Regions from separate parts of the Arabidopsis thaliana genome. Here region 1 is linked to region 2. A link is a contact called in public capture Hi-C data. All regions are on one chromosome and are shown on one strand. The core of a region is the stretch at or near the end of the contact, and the rest is flanking DNA. Distances in the headings are between cores, read along the strand shown.

Region 1 (3,634 bases), core at 501-3,000, 130 kb after region 2:
TTCCTCACAAAAAAAAAAACAGAAAAAATAACAAGAAAACACAAAGAAGAAAGAAAGAACAAACACTAACAGAATCTTCAGTCTTGTCTTTCCTTAAATCCACCAACTTTCCATTTTTTATTTTTATGGAAAGACACAAAAAATAATCATGGCTTGTAGTTGTACAACCAAACCTTGAACTTCTTAAAGAAAGGAAATCTCATCTTCACCAGTTTCTTCTTCTTCTTCTTCTCCTTAGGTTTCTTCACCTTGCAAAAATGCTCTTGAAGAAGAGGAGAGTTCTCTGATTCCTCCATCTCACCTTCATAAGCTTCCCCATCCGGTAGTGTTGTGCCAATGCTACTGTCTGAGCTCATTCTTCTTAGCAAGTTTGTCAGCATAACCGAAATCTCTTTAAATTCCGGACGCGCATCCGGGTCTTGTGCCCAACATGATTCAACGATTGGGACAAACACGTCGGGAGTCTTCGTAAGTATTGGTCTCCGACCCTGTAATAAAAAGATATCCAACATTTTAAAACCTTATTCCTTTTAAGTTAAAAAGGATGATGTGTTTTTATCAAAAAAAAGTTGATGTTTGACTTTACTTGGCTAACAAGATAGGGAACAAAGAGGCTATTAGGCACGTCAGGGAATGGTTCTTCGTTCGTAACCAGCTGCCATAATACTATGGCAAAGCTGTAAATATCAGCCTTATGGTCATATTCCTTCTTCTCCCCAACTCTCAGCGGCTCAGGGCTATACACCTGTGGTTACGGAACAGAAAATATTTAGTTTATATGTTTCGAAATAGAAAACTAAGCTCAAAATGATCACTACCTCAGGAGCCATCCATTTAGAGGTGCCAGCCTCACAGGTCATGCCACCTCTAGTTTCTTCTCTTGCAATTCCAAAGTCAGCCAATTTCACATGTTTCAGATCACCGGTTACCAACAAATTCCCTACACAAAACACACCAAATTATCAAATTTTGTTTCTCTGTTTACAAGAAATACTGAGTAAAAATTGGCGCATGTTTATTGTTTACTTGGATTTAAATCACGGTGAATGATGCCATTTGAGTGCACAAACTCCATGGCTCGTGAAATATCCAAAGCAAAGCTTAGTGACATCTTTAGGTCAAGAGGACCCGGACGAGAGTGCATGAACCTCTGTAGAGTGCCGCCTTCAACGAGTTCGGTAACTATAATCAATTGTGGTTCTATGCAAGCTCCAACAAACTATATATACATCATCAATAATCATGTTTATTTATTTTACTTTACTTTTCAAAAAAAAAAAACATGTTTAATATGTCATTATTATAACATTAATATTGAAACCACCAATATAAATATATATTTCTCAATTTTCACCTTCACAATGTTGTCATGTTTCATCTTGGATAGTAACAGAACTTCCTTTTGAAACGTTTTTTTGTGCGCTTTGGTTACAGCGGAAGTTGTACTCGGATCCATGATCTTCACCGCCACGGGAAATTGGTTTCTTAGCCTATAAATCATGATAGAGAACATATGAAAACTTAGTGATGATTAAACTGATTAAACGCATTTGAATTCATCAATATAATATAGCGAGAGATGAAACACACAATCCTTTGTAGACGATGGAGTAAGCTCCTTCTCCAATCATCTCTCCCACTACGACATCGTTTCGGTCGAGAAGCAATTCTCTGCTGATACTGAAATGGAATGGCTCGTCGTCGGACTCATTGTGAGAAGGATAGTTTCTGAAAATCATTCGAGATATCATTTTGAAGAATGGAAGTGAGTGAGGACTAAGGATGATGAGTGAAAGAGGAAGAGTTGTACCTATTTATAGTACTACAAATGTGGGTGGTAATTCTGTAATTCTGTATGTAGTCTAAAACTGGATGGTTATGTGGGAGAGGAAAAACTGAATTTTGTTTCATGTATATTAATTGACAATTAATGGTAAAAGAAGGGAAAGTATTGTTTACCCAATTAGCATGAATTGCATGACATGGTTTTGTTACTAACCTTATCTCTTTAAGTAACTTTTTTTTTTATAATTTATTCACCACCATATGTCATGATTTTCTTGTAATCTTATCTTTAAGTAAATTTTTTCATAAATATGTTTAACACCTTTCTTTTTAATTTTTCATATAACCGTTACTCTATACTGACTATACATATACATTGTGGACCCGATATGTAAATATGCAACTCTTTTAGAAGAAAAAAAACTTTATGCATGACGTGCACAAATGTATACCACGAGAAAAAATGGTAAAATTGGAAAAACTACATTATTTTTCAATTTCTATTTTTTTATTTTATAAAATATATATATATATATATTAATGTATTTATTTGTATCGCCAATAATTTTAATGATAAAATAGAAGGTGACACAGTTAGAATGAAGGCGATAAATATTTATTTTTTTAAAGTGTTCTATGATCATAAGTATTAAAAATAATAGATTCACTAATAGTTTTTGTTTTCTTTAGTTAGCTAAGAAATTATGTGCCGATACATCTTGTAAGTCTAGCCCCTACCTAATACTTTATAATGTATGTAGTGAATTTTCTTCTATTTTTATTATTAAAGATTGGATAAAATAATCATTCAAGCATCATAGTCCATAGTAATCTTGCTTTGTTTCGCAACCAAGTAAGACATCTCAATTGCGATATCATGGCGAAATGTTTTCAAACTTTCACGTCTATGTTGTATCACATATCCAATTTATGCCATAGACTTGGTGGAGTGCATATCTAAATCCCACAATGTACGTCTAGGATATAGAAGAGCTCATGCAGTCATGCTAATACAAGTTGGATATGTGTATTGTGTATATATGAAAGAATTGTGATTTTAGGGAAGAGACACAACCCTGCGTATTGAAGAAGAGAGGACTTCAAAATTATAAAGATGAGTACTAAAATTTTCTACCTTAAGAAATAAGAACTCAAACGAAAAATACATTTAGACTTCTTTCCTCCTAATTTTAAATACTATTCGATCGTTGTAACGGAAACAAGACTTAATAGTTAATAACTTAATATGGGTTAGTTTGGGTCAAGATTTAGAAACCCATCAGTATTGTATATTACTTTCACCCACAAAAACTAGTTTTTCAAAGCATTAGTTGTTCAGTAAAAAGGAGACTAGTGTTTTACAATATACAAAAGCTGTGAAAATATGTTTTACAATTTAAGGCTGGTCCTGTTCCTTATTTCCTTTGTTACGTTTTAAATTCTTATAATTTTTACGAAGATTGTAACGAGTTTTTTTTTTTTTTTTTTTTGTAATGTTTCAACAGAAAAACGACGGTTTACAACAGTTAGAGTTTGACCCCCCCAAAAAAAGGACGGTTTACACATATATAGAAATACTCTGAAAAAATGAGAAGAACTGGAATAACAAATAGTGGAAAAAGAATTGAAAAAAAAAATGATTGAATTAAAAAGTTATAGTCGAAGATCACTTTAGCTGCGTGTTCCAAACCAAGTCAATAAGAGAGAATCATATATACAATTTGAATTTCCTAAGGAGATTAGTAATGATTAGCTAATTAAAAAAATCTTCATATATAACTAATGCAATTTTTTTGGTGAGAATATAACTAATGCGATTATCATCATCATAATGATTTTGTATATCATC
Region 2 (3,682 bases), core at 261-2,760:
TTTGTCTTCTTTGCCTAGACAGAAAAAACAAATGGAGATACACAATCACGGATAATGAGTAGGTACTTTCGGATTTGATTATTCTAGCAAGAATAATTATGCATCTCAATGGACTTTAACAACACCAGAGAAAACTTTGCATGTATTTACCAAATATTTATTTAGCTAGTATATCCCATAATTGTTGTGAAATTGAGAATTTGAATTTTCAAAGAATATACTATATACAAATATAAGTTAGTGTAGAGCTTAGATGTTTACTGAACTTGTAAGAAACACATCCAAACTCTAGAAAGATATATCGATGTACAACTAAAATATGCAAAAAAAAATGAAAAACGGATATTGTATTTGGAGCTGAGCATTTGAGACACTTGAGTTGCCAATTGCTTCTTCTCAAGCCATGCTTGTTATATAGTTGCATTCTTAAGCCATTTTTAGTTATATATTAAGTCATAAATTGTACTTTAATGTGGTGATCAAAATATTGTAACTTATGAGATATAAAGGGTCATAAATTTTTGGATCAAAGTACTCCTAAATAGTGTTTAATACCTTATTACGGTTAAGCAGCTAAGAAAATGTTAAGAGTATGCATTAATGGTAATCTATAATAGTAAATATAATAATTTTTTATTATCAAAAACATATAAATAGTGATAACTTTGTACTCTAAAACATAATATCATGTCAAAATTTTAAAGATTTGATTTTGTAATTAGTTAAGGGAGTTGCAATTATGGTAGAAAAAAATTCATTTTAAAATTGTAGTTTAATATGTAGTAATTTCATAGTTTAATGACTATTTTTCTAAATATAAGATATATCTATTAATAAATTATTTTAGTCAAATTATAATTAATGATAAGTACACGTATCATCAAAGTAGAGTGTCAAATATCGCATTGGTAGGCAAAGTTAGAAAAAACTTTCTCTTATTATAGAAGATTTTTATCTAACCAGACTTCTTGTAAATCCTTCTTATGGGTCACAAACGCACAATCAAATGCGGAAACATAAAATATTCACTTGCTTTAACAACTACTAGCTGTAAACCAAACTTAACAAAGAGGTAAGCGAAACATTTCACTATAATTAGTAGGATCAATATGAAAGAAAAACTTTTTCTATATTTAATCTAAATTTAGCTAAAAGAGTTTCCATATGATAGTCATCATAATATTTCACGATAATGTCAATATAGAATATACAATATTTCTACCAATATAAATTAGAAAAACGAGAATGGACAGAAACGTTAGGAGATTTCAGTACACGTCAGTGATTAATCCAACGTATGTACAAATTCGATCATTTAGAATATGATTATCTTCCCTTTTTTTCTTTAGTTTCATATATAACTTGAAACAAACAAATTAATTTTCATTGAGAATGCTTCACTGCTCGCTCTTCTCTTCTTTAATTTCATAGTCACAACAAGTTGATCAAAATATTAATATTTAACAGAAAAAATTAATCCACATTGAGACTATTTCTCTACTCCTTTTTCTTTAATTCCATAATCACAACAAGTTGGAAAAAATCAATCCAAATAAGTGTTTTTGTCAAAAGACCAATTCAATATTGATTCATTCATATACTAACCTCGTGCGATCGAGAGCTAAAGCTAATTGCAATAAATCTCTTTGTAATTTAAGTAATCCTTAAAAAAAAACTATACAAAATGCCTCTTACCGAGATTATCGCAGGGGCTGCTCTTGGACTTGCTCTCCAAATCCTTCACGAGGCCATCCAAAGAGCAAAAGATAGATCCTTAACCACAAGTTGTATCTTGGACCGTCTCGATTCTACAATCTTGAGGATCACTCCACTGATGGCTAAGGTCGAAAAGCTCAACAAAGAATCCGATGAATCTCTGAGGAAAGTCTTCGAAGATCTTAAACATCTTCTCGAGAAAGCCGTGGTTCTTGTCGAAGCTTATGCGGAGCTCAAACGCAGAAACTTACTTGGAAAATATAGGTTTGTGAATCTTTTGGTCTCGTATATATATACATGAAATAATGATTTTTTTTTTAATCTTAGATACATGAATACTTCTACATATTACTTGATCTCCCAACATTATATAGACACCAATTAAACAAAAACCTATCATTTTTTTTTGTTTCATGTATGTATTTAATTACATACTAAAGTGTACTGTTGTTTTAGGTACAAGAGAAGAATCAAAGAGTTAGAAGGTTCATTGAAATGGATGGTAGATGTTGACGTTAAAGTCAATCAATGGGCAGATATCAAAGATCTTATGGCCAAGATGTCTGAAATGAACACTAAACTTGAAAAAATCATGGGTCAACCAATAGATTGTATTATATCTGAAGATAATACTAATATGGACATAGTCGAAAGAGTTGATCCATCATTGGAAGCAAAAGCTGGATGCTCAAATAGCGATTCTAAGCCGAAGATCGATATCCACCTTCGATGGAGCAAGCAAAGCAAAGATCACGGAATTCGCTTCGTTTTGAATTAGTTTTTTTTTTGATGTGGTATGTGTCATAGACCAGCAAAATTGAGAAAGAAAATAATCAAATGTAAAAAAAAAAAAAAAATTATACTTACGAATATTGTGTTATCAACTTATCATACATATAACGCCTGCTTGTATAAACAAAAAAGAAGATTGGTTCCAACTAATATGTAAATTAAGATTTTTGGATTTTTTTAATGCAAATGTACAAGTCAACATTTAATCCTACTGTTAAAGTCAATCATTGAGATTGATTCTCCCTTCTTCGTAATTTAAAAATCACAACAACTTGCATATAGATCCAATTATCTCCTTTCACCTAGAAAGAAAGAGAGTCGACTAATTCTAAGTCTTTAAGTCAACGTCTCTTGTCTTCATATAGTTCATCAAAAACAAAACGTTTTGTTAAACAAAAGATTCTTCAATGGTTTCATGTATATAGATTGCTCCATACAATCACGTTGAGAGCTAAAGAGCTAATCTCTTGACCCAAAGAAAAATGCCGGTTAGTGAGATTATGGCAGGGGCAGCTCTTGGACTTGCTCTCCAAGTCCTTCACGATGCCATCAAAAAAGCAAAAGATAGATCTCTAACTACAAGATGCATCTTGGACCGTCTTGATGCTACAATCTTTAGGATCACTCCGTTGGTGACTCAAGTCGATAAGCTTAGCGAAGAAGTGGAAGATTCACCGAGGAAAGTCATCGAAGATCTTAAGCATCTCCTTGAAAAGGCTGTTTCTCTTGTTGAGGCTTATGCGGAACTCAGACGCAGAAACTTACTCAAGAAGTTCAGGTTTGTATACAATCCATGAAATGCATGAATTCTTTTGGTTCATACGAAGTCTTCTTATTTCTTAAATTTAATAGTTAAAAATAAAATAAAAAATTGTTTGTTTTGTCACTACTTAAAAGATGGATACCATTAGAATCTCAGATTGAGATACTGACTTACAGTGATTAATTTCATGGTGTTTTAAAATAAGATATCTTGGATTAGCTAGGAACGGTTTACTTCAAGTTCGATTCAAGTTTTTTTCAAGTGAAATCTTTTTTTAGATGAGCATTTCTATAAGTGATTTTCGTAATTTCTCAATATAAATCTAACAAAACTTATCATTTTAATGAAATAACATGAGTATTAATATTTTTGTGTTATTTTGATCTTTAGGTATAAGAGAAGGATCAAAGA

Evidence for each region. Capture Hi-C pulls out chosen DNA fragments and counts their contacts.
Region 1: a contact with region 2 is called in a capture Hi-C map of root, with 4 times the contacts expected there. A contact is called at or near these places in 1 of 26 Hi-C or Micro-C datasets (callus) and 1 of 3 other capture datasets (root).

What each region holds. Positions count from the first base shown.
Region 1 is chr3:18,851,387-18,855,020 of TAIR10.1, forward strand. AT3G50730 (Protein kinase superfamily protein) reads right to left here and starts at 1,751. Exons shown (of 6, transcript NM_114933.2): 1 at 1,591-1,751; 2 at 1,355-1,490; 3 at 1,027-1,219; 4 at 816-940; 5 at 587-745; 6 at 147-488. The coding sequence starts at 1,751. The coding sequence ends at 147.
Region 2 is chr3:18,726,156-18,729,837 of TAIR10.1, forward strand. It overlaps HR2 (homolog of RPW8 2), which reads left to right and starts at 1,511. Exons shown (of 2, transcript NM_114906.2): 1 at 1,511-1,980; 2 at 2,173-2,655. The coding sequence starts at 1,685. The coding sequence ends at 2,494. It overlaps HR3 (homolog of RPW8 3), which reads left to right and starts at 2,780. Exons shown (of 2, transcript NM_114907.3): 1 at 2,780-3,286; 2 at 3,662-3,682. The coding sequence starts at 2,991.